Regions from separate parts of the Anser cygnoides genome. Here region 2 is linked to region 1. The links are chromatin contacts, called in public Hi-C maps. All regions are on one chromosome and are shown on one strand. The core of a region is the stretch at or near the end of the contact, and the rest is flanking DNA. Distances in the headings are between cores, read along the strand shown.

The links. A called contact is a pair of places that touch in the nucleus more often than the background predicts.
Region 2: a contact with region 1 is called in a Hi-C map of liver, with 4 times the contacts expected there. The contact joins the enhancer-like site here to the promoter of PARD3 in region 1. A contact is called at or near these places in 4 of 7 Hi-C or Micro-C datasets (fetal liver and liver).

What each region holds. Positions count from the first base shown.
Region 1 is chr2:14,826,504-14,831,122 of Taihu_goose_T2T_genome, forward strand. PARD3 (par-3 family cell polarity regulator) reads left to right here and starts at 3,152. Exons shown (of 23, transcript XM_066991516.1): 1 at 3,152-3,564. The coding sequence starts at 3,445.
Region 2 is chr2:14,866,467-14,871,299 of Taihu_goose_T2T_genome, forward strand. All of the region lies in intron 1 of PARD3 (par-3 family cell polarity regulator), which reads left to right. Among named protein-coding and RNA genes, the nearest start is that of PARD3, 39 kb to the left of the region's middle. Within about 2 kb of position 2,130, at least 1 of the 3 cell types and tissues checked has open chromatin away from gene starts, as enhancers often do. A contact at or near this core is called in liver, where this site is marked.

The DNA.
Region 1 (4,619 bases), core at 1,902-4,401:
CTATTGATCTTCAGTTTGACACTGGTCTTTCCAGGGCTCTAAATTAACTTCTGCTTGGATTAAGGGAATGTCTATATTTGAAATTGCATCAGCTTCAAGCATACTGTAAATTAAATCGGCATTTTGTTGTCAGACCATGCCACGAAGAGATTACTAAATCCGAACACATGCAAAATAGTTCCATATCAGTTCCTCAACATTGAGTAGAACTGGAGGATAAACTGTGAAGTGGTTCTGGAAATTAGCAACATTCCAGTGCCTGGAGATTTTTAACATTCAGATAAAACTTACTTGTAGTAATGTGCACTGGGCTGCAAGATGCTCACTCCTTGTATGTTTGTGGTATCTACACCAGAGATTTCAACCCAGTGGCACTTTAAAACAGAATATGTATATTTATCATTAGTAATTATAAGCTCTGTTTCTCTCCATCCCCTTGTTGTCCATCTCCATCTTCCTTCTGCCAGACAGGAGATTGCCTCTTGATGGAAGCCTTCCAACACCGTTACTGGTTAATAAATGGATTGTCAGGTTCTAGGGTATCTTAGCCCAGAAAAGCTCAACATCCAGACCTATATATACCTGCCACCCATACTGCAACATGGTGCCCTCTCATTAAGTACACAGAATGTACTTGTAATTTTTGTAAACCAGCAGCTCTTGCCAATTTTTCTCCTGATTAGTATAATCCTTTTCTCATAATCTCTTATAATAATGTTTTATACTTCATTTATCTTACATAATTAGACCTTGGGCACTCTCACAGACTTGTTACTTTTGTTTGTTAAAGCTTTCTTCCTTCTAAGACATCAACAAACACTAAACTTGGTAAATTGTATCCGAAACGTTTTCAGAATCATGTATACGTAATGTGTATGTGTGTGTGTATCCAGCAAGAAAGAAATTCAAATCTCAAAGGTCTTTGCTCTTGTTAGCACTGTCACTATTCAAGCGATAGTCCTAGAGTTTTGGCCTCAAATCAGATTCCAGGATAAGCTTGTTTTTCTTTGTACTTCACTACTGAATTTTCCCATTTTAAACACTGAATAGAAAAACTGTCAATATTTCTTTCTAAACTGTTTTACGTTTTTTTTTTTTTTTTTTCCAGGAGACTGTTAGAACAGCTGGGAAAACTGCCAAGAACCTTGCTAAAGACAGTAAGAGCTGGGATTAGATCACAGGAAAACATGAAAAACCTGTAGCAGTGTCGGAACAGTGAAATAATTACTGTTGACCAGCAACTGTATCTATTAATAATAAGTTTTACAGCAGTGTGGTAAAGTTCCTCCTGATACGCAACATTATGTTTCAGTGGATAAATGCAAATGACTGCCGAAACATAATGTTGATCATTACAGTCTATGCCACTGTAAAATTGCTTCTAAAAGGCAGTATGTCTTGGAAGAGTCTCTATTGACTTCACATTTTTACAGCTGTTCCTGCAAGTTTCTCAGATGATGCCTATTAAATCAAGGATTTATAACTCTTTTATCCTCTCAGTATGTTCTCAGCAGCTCTTATGATCACCTAGAAAGTACAAAAACAGCAGGTTAATGGAAATTTTCAACGTTTTCCAATAATAAATTTGATAGGCTACGGCCATAAAATTGTGGAGTGTGCTCAGTTGTCTCAGTTGCAAGCTGGAAGCTGTGTACTCCCGTTTTATTTCATTTCTGCCTTTCTGAACTCCTGCATGCTGCCTTTCTATTCCGCAGAATTGAAATGCTGGGGATAAGATAAAATATTATAATAGGGCAGGTGTGCTTTTTTTCCTGCTTTCACAGGCAGCCGTATCATTTCTCATAAAGAATTCAGATCCTCATCTAAGTCATTAGTTCAGATAAGTCGGGTGGGTAATGGAAATAAAATTAACATCTAAACAAAGCAGAATCATCTGTAGACTACTGCGTGGACTGTTTCATCTTTGTGTGTCCAGAAGCTTTCCAAATCTGCCATTAGTGGAAAAAAATCTATGGATTTCAAGGAAATTGGACCAGATATTTGAGGGACCAGTATAAACCAACTCTGCTTGCTTCACTTGGAAGTGCTAATTAGAATGCAAAGGGCTAGGGATGCCATTCTCATGATACCGTTGACTTAATTAGGCAATAATTTCACCCTTGAAGTTTTAAGAAAATCATTAATTTTGCCCTTTAACTGTGTAGCCACAAAACTGCCGATAGCTTTGCCATTTGTATCACGTCTGAAGTTCTGGAAGTTACTAACACTATTGCCTATGGGCACCAGAGTGGACTACCAACTGCTTCGTGCTCTGGTACCACTAATAAATTCAGGGGAAAAAAAGCATTTTTCCTGCCTTGCTGTCCTCCAAACTCCACCTTCACTCTGCGGTTAATTTGAATTTCACCGTTTATACCCAAAAGCAATACGCTGTCAGCCCATACCGAGTGTTCGGTGAACTGTGCAACTCCATTGTCCTGGGTGAAATCCATGAAAAAACGCGAGTGATATTTGCAAAACCTTTTGACTTCTGAGTGCTTTGAGGAGAAAATTGCTCAGCGATTTCATCGATGCTGAGGTTACTGATGATGCACCAGTTTTCTCCCCTCACTCTGTGTTGGTTCTGTCGCACTAACAGAAGCGCAAAGGACCACGAGGAGCACCTGGTTCTGTGTGGTGGCTCTCCTCAGACATCAGGTGGGAAAGCAGAAAGCTTCCGTTTCCAAATTCTCTGTGGTTTAGTGTCTTGGTTTCTTCGTACTCACACATGTGAGGGAGAATACTCAGACATACGGTCTGATTTTTGGGTGGTCCTGTGCGGACCCAGGAGCCGGGGGCTGGATGATCCTTGCGGGCCCCTTCCAACTGGGGCTACTTTGCGGTTCTCCGGTTCAGCTAGCAGGCAGCTGCCTGGGTCAAGGCGCAGCGAGCTGTGCCAAGCATTCCCTGAGAGAACCACACCGGGCCGAGGGGAGCAGGGGTTTTTACGGGGTCCCTAGCGCCAGCCCGGCCTCGGGACCCCGACCCAGCCCGGCGGCCCGCCGGCGCGGCCCCTCAGCGCCACCTCAGCCCCCCGCCGGCCCCCGGCGGCTCGGAGGGGGGCTCCCCGCCGGTCCTCCCGGGCTGCCCCCGCCCCGCTGCAATGCCCCGAGCCTCCGGAGCGGGGAGGCAGCGCCGCCAGCGCCCCGCCCGCCGCCACCGCCGCTGTGCCGGGGCAGGCGCCGAGCAGGTGGCCGCGGGCAGCGGCATGTGAGCGGCCCCCGGCTGCTCCCCGCTCCCCCTCCGCAGCCAGGCGGCCGCCGGGCCCCCTCGCCTTGCCGTGTCCCCGTCCCCCCGTCGCCGGGCCGGCCGGGGGCTGAGCGCCGCGCCCCGCCGGGGGGCGGCCGTGGCGGAGGGCGGAGAGGAGGAGGAGGAGGAGGAGGAGGAGGAAGGCTGCGAGGGGCCGGAGGGACGCGGGAGCACCCCCCCGCACACCCCCGCAGGATGAAAGTCACGGTGTGCTTCGGGAGGACGCGGGTGGTCGTGCCCTGCGGGGACGGGAACATGAAAGTTTTCAGCCTCATCCAGCAAGCCGTCACCCGCTACAAGAAGGCGATCGCCAAGGTGAGGGAGACGGAGGGGGGCGCGGGGAGCGGCGCCCGCGATCAATATGGCGCTTCCCGGAGCGGGGAGGGAAAAGTCCGGGCTGCCCCGCTCCGCCCTTTGTTCGCCGGTGCCCGGCGGCGGCAGGCGGCCCCCGGCGGGGTGCGGTTGAGCCGCGGGGGCCGCCTCGTCCCCGGCCGGGCACGGAGGGACGCGGGGCCCCGGCGCGGTGCCGGCTCTGCCCCGGGGGCCGAGGCGCCGAGCGCGGCCGGCCGGCTGCGGGCCGGGCGCGGGGGCCGCTGGAAATCCAGCCCCAGGCTTCCCGGCCCTCCAGGCCCCGCGGGGACGGCGGCCGGGGGCAGCCCCCCTGAGGGGCCCGGGGCGGCCGGAGCGGCTCCGCGGGTGCGTGAGGCCCCGGCCTGCCGAGGGGCCGGTCCCGGCTCCCGCTTGTGCCGGCCTCCCTCAGCCCCATGTTGAAATCTCCGGCGGTGCGAGCACGCTCGGCTTGCCTTCCGCAGCAGATCTGCTGGGGCTTCTATCCCCCGTTTTTAAAAATCCTTCTTCTTTTTCTTGCACGTTGTTGTTGCAAACTTCTCAGTCAGCCGGTTTGTTGGGACGGGAAACTTAAGCAAGCTCCCTTCCCTTTTTTTCCACCTGGTTCATTCAAGTGGTGGATTAAGCTTCGCTTCCTTAGCCATTCCGGTGGTCTTCACTCAATCTGGACGTTTTGTTTTGGCAAATGCTGACTTGGAGGCTCACTGAAACCGCGCCTCGCTGCTGGAGGAGCTCTGTGAATAGTACTGACTGGTCTGAGGGGGTTCCCAGCAAAGTTTTTGAGATTGGTTTCCTTAGAGCCCTGTATGCTGCGGGGAGAAAAGTAACCGACGTTCCCCTCACCTCCCTGCTTTATTCCTGAAGATCATGGTTTTGGAGGGAAAAACCAGGAAATGTTCTCGATACGCTTTTATTACACCTCTTGCAGCAGTTGTGTCTCTGGCTGGAAGAGGAATAAAACAGCTTGCTAGGGAATGGCTGCACACCAGCTGTTACCTGCGCGCTGCGGCGGTGCGCGCAGC
Region 2 (4,833 bases), core at 880-3,379, 39 kb after region 1:
AGTTAAATTAATTCATTTGAAGTGTTTTGCAAAAATACATGGACAGAGGCTGTGGTTAGATGAAATGGTTTAAAACTTCAGTTAGCTTGATGTAGCACTGGCTTGGGAGTTGTTTGGGAGTGTATGCTATCTAAAACATATGCTGCAACAGCCGAAAAGATGCCGTATTTTAATCTATTCCTACTCAGCAAGCTCTTTTCGTTTTGCTGTCCTGTATGGTTACAGAACAGCAAGCAGTTTTTGCTCCTCACTGGAACCTAAGACACTATCTTAATGCAAGTAACAGCAGTAGTGGTTAAACACTAATAATTCAAAGTTAGCAAGAGATGTTGGCACCTTCCTATCTCAGCCTTTTGGTGTGGCACCAGTTGGAGAGAGCCCAGATGAATAATATAGACAGGTTTTCAAAAAAAAAAAGACTTGTGTAGTTTCTAAGAACCTGTTTTTTTTCTAGGGCTCATTAGCCAGGGTTTGCTACTTGTTTTTCTTCCTCTCCAATGTACTGTATTCATTTTAAAGGGATTACTTACAGAAAATAAAACTTCAAAACAAAACTTTTCTGTAAATGTATGAACTGAGTTTTTTTTTTGAATTGTTTTTGTTTTTAATCATTTTTTTTGGCTCTATGAAGAATTCTCAGAAATAAGGATATGGTTTTACTGAAAGCATTTTTATAAATTCAGTTTCTCAAAGCATGTAAGGAAGTAGAAACTGGAGGTTTCAAACCCAGGTTTGAGCAAGTAACAAATACTTTCTTACTTATCTACCAGAAGAGGAAAGATAATTACTTGTTTTTTACAGGGCTGAAAGATACAATTGAAGGTGGAATATTGTGTTGCATTTTAGTGCATTTCTAACATATTTACCCTGCATACATTTGAGTCATTTATCTGTATCTTTTGCCAGGGTTGACTTTGCTATGAAGATGGGAATTTCTAACCTAGACCACATTATAGGTTAGGACTGAGAGCACCAGTGTCTAGGGACACAGATCATGGTGTCCAGAGCTGGAAAAATTAAGCTGCTTTTACAATTTCCTATATGATGTACTCACAGCTCAGTTGAGAAGACTTAAAAGTTTACCTTTTGTTCAAAATAGGGCTTGGCATTGCTTCACTGGTTTTAATGGTTATTTTTTTTTTCTTGCTTTCATTTCAGGTCAAGAAGACTAGCTGGTTTTGCTTCTCTCTTAATCAAGACTTCTGCTTTAATTTTGACGAGTGCAGACATGCTGTTAGAGATTTAAGCAATTTTGGAAGATGCGTAATGGGTTAGAGTTCAGTGCCCTGCTGTTAGCTGCTCCCTATCGCTGTAGGTGACAAGGGAGAAGATAACTAAGAAAGTAAAATGAGGCTCTTAATGCTAGCCCCCAACTTCCTACGTTAGTGGATTCATTTTCAGGGCTTAACTTTGCAAGCTTTGCTCATGTTGCTGGGCACTAATGCAGCTAGGTCTGCAAGGGTATCGCGAGGTAAAGTTGGAAGGAATACCAGTGTAGTGATTGCGGTGCAGTAAATGGAAGGCTGATGCTTTTAAATCTTTTTTTTTTTTTCCCGATAGTTGTCATCAGTGTTTGCTTTAATATCTTGGGAGTGCTCTCTGTTGCTGCTGCTGGCCAGCTATGGAAGTGATGGTGAGCCATAAATGATTATGGATGATGAAGGAGAAGAGTAGGTTTTGAGGAGGGAGAGGAAGAAGGGGGAGGTTGTGGTGCACCCGGCAGCCTCAGGGACCAGGTGATTTTTGGTATAAATGGCATTCTGGCACCATAAATAAGGTTGAAGGAAAAGAGAGAACTTTGAGGAGAGTAAGGGTAGAGTCACTGCAGAGATGAGAGCTCAGGGCAAGAATGGTTAGGGTTCTCCTGCTAGGGGCTGTTTTCACTACGCAGAGGGTGGGAACTGGGACTCTGGTTTCCTCTGGTTAAATGGGGCTGGCCTTGAGCTTGGGCCAGGCATGAGCTTGGTTATTGATTTGAAAAAGAGGATTACAGCAGATTTGTGAGGAAGAACTGTAACTGATGACCTTTGACCTAAGCACGGACACAAACTCTCAGCATTTGTTCTGTCTTTATTTTCCCGATGAAGTCTCCAGCGTGCTATGGTGCTAATTATTCTTTATCATAAAAAAATGGTAATACCACGCAGCATGGTCAGGCAGCTATAATACAGCCGTGCTAAATCTAAGGCTACCTCAGAGTAAATTTTTTTTTTAATCTTTATCTTTAGAAGTTATGCAAACATTTGAAAACAAAGCAAATAATCCTTGAGATTATTACTATTAGGGAGTTTGGAGGTAAGGTGTTTTCTTTCTTTCACCCATACCTGAAGCAAAACCTTGCAGTTCCTGCTCTGGATTGGCAGTATTCAGAGTCCTGAATTCAAAGATTGGCAAATCTGTTTTATTTAACCTTACAAAAATAATAATGATTGTAATAGTTGTATTTATATAGGGATTGTTCTCAACATTTTAGACAAATGCTAGGAGTGTCTAGAAATGAATGACCGTACCCTTCAATCAGAGCCACAAGACAATATTGAAGTTACACTGCTTCAAAAAGATTGGGCAGTTTGGAAAAGTAATAGCTAAATATTGTTGCTAAAACTTTCCCCCAGAGATGAAAATAAGGCCTGTTTTGGTTAAAATGTCTTGAAAAGTATTTAACGGATAAATTAACATGCTACTATGATTATTTCCACATTGCTTTTGCAGACTAACTGGAAATAAATCTTCCCTGGTGGGTCTGCCCCACAGGCACTCATGTGGGTATGCACAGGTGTGTGTGAAACAGCCATCCTCTGCCTCTGGTGCCTGATCCTTGTGGATGCGATGATGGGGTGCTGGTGTGAGGGTCCTCTGTCCTCGTGTCAGCCTACTTAGGACACATAGAAGCAGACTATGGTGTGAGCTACAATCTCCATGCAGGTGTGGAGGATGAAGGAAGGGGAAGAATTGCCATTTCCTTGTCTTCCAAATGGTGACAAGGTCATTGTAGTCTTGGGAGCACTTCTGTAGGGCACAGTGGAAACTCCCGAAGCCTTCAGTCCCCATCTTACTTATTAGCAACAAGCGCAGAGGTTGGGCCACCTGGCAGAGCAAGGGCAGGTGCTTTCCCATATTGGTGTCTAGAGATGCATTGGTTTGTGCCTTCCTAGAACACATTTATCCTTGTTATTGAACACACAGTGCTGTACAAGTGCTTTATCTATCTACATTGTTTTCACAGTTGTCTATTGTCTACTCATGCTTCTGTTTTCAGGAAAAAAATTCTTTCTGCTTGACTAATTAATAAAACTAAATCCTATCAGAAACATAAGATACCGTATCGCTGACCTAAAAAGTGATGATTTTTCCTGTGATTCACATAACTTGTGCATTCCTTCTACATGGTTCGGCAAAGCTGTTTGTATTGCAAAGTCCTACCCACCACACTTTGACTTTGAAGCTTCCAGAGGAATAGTAGTCTTCAGGAGAGAGAAGGACATTTCATATTCTTTACTAACTTCATAGCTTACAAGGTGTTGGAAATGTAAGGCTCTGTTTGTAGTATTTTTTACAACTCTGCATATTAATCGTAGTTTAGAGCTCATATACTACAAGATTAATTGACTCTGCCCACTGGGGAGCATGTATCAGAATTCGTTGTTTCCATCTTTCATGGTGCTTGATATTAATAGCCCCCAAATGAAAGTCTTATTTCCAGTACATTTCTGAAATAAATTAGGCTCTTCATCTCACGCTGGTTGTCAGTAGAGTAGACAGCTGTGTTTGTGCCCTCCTAAATCTTCCCTTGAAGCATTTTGTCAGACACGTTTTTTTTTTAACGTTTAATTGACATAGGTCAATCGTACACGTCAGTCTGCAACATCTATTTCTGTATATGAAGACATACACATGTGGCTGTTTATTCCAGTAAAATACATTATTCCAGTCTAAATCTAGCTCTGAGTTTGAAGAGCTGTCATTGTGGCTGAAAAACCAATGGAAGCTTAAATCCAAGCAGTGCTGTAATGATGGATGGATGTAAGGGAGCTCTCAGGAGAACTAGAAAACACTTCTCTCTCTAATCAAATTCACTCACGGATCAATTGCCAAGCTACACACCAAAGATGTTGTGCATTTCTTTCACCGTTGTTGCCCAAATTCCCATGTCTGCATAGAAGATCGTGCACCATTATAGTCAGTACATTTTATTACGCGTTTGTGAACTCTGGACTTGATTGCTGTGATTCATATCCATAATCTGAAGCTAGTGCTAATAATTATAAATTGTATTTGATGAGCTGTTTTGTTGCATGTTGTTGTTGTTGTTGTTGTGTTTACTATGCAGATTTCTGGCATCATCTCTGCATTACAACAAAATACTCTGAAAAGGACAAGTTTCTCTTACCTCCTTTGTGGATTTAGCACGCTTGGAGGCTGTCGCAGTGCTGGGATAGAGGTCTAGGATTTTCCTGTGGAGGAATAAATCCCACATAAAAGTTATTTCGCAGTTTAAGCAGGGTGGTGCTACTCAGTGCTCACAACATGGATGTGAAGGAGTTTATAGACCCACTCCATACATTTTCCTCAAATATTTTTATCTTTTTTTTTCCCCCAGGCAAACACGATCACACAGCACAAACGAACAGTAGCGTTGGTAAAGAAAAACAAACAGGAGAAGCGCGTTAATCTGTCACAGACAGACGCGAGGCTCCCTCCCGCGTTACCTCAGGCCCCGGCGCCCCGAGGGCGGCAGCGGCGGCCGGGAGCCGGCCCCTGCCCTTTGGCAGCGGCACCTCCTAGCGGCGGGCGGGCCGTGCGGCCACCGGCTGGCCCCGGAGCCGCTGTCCC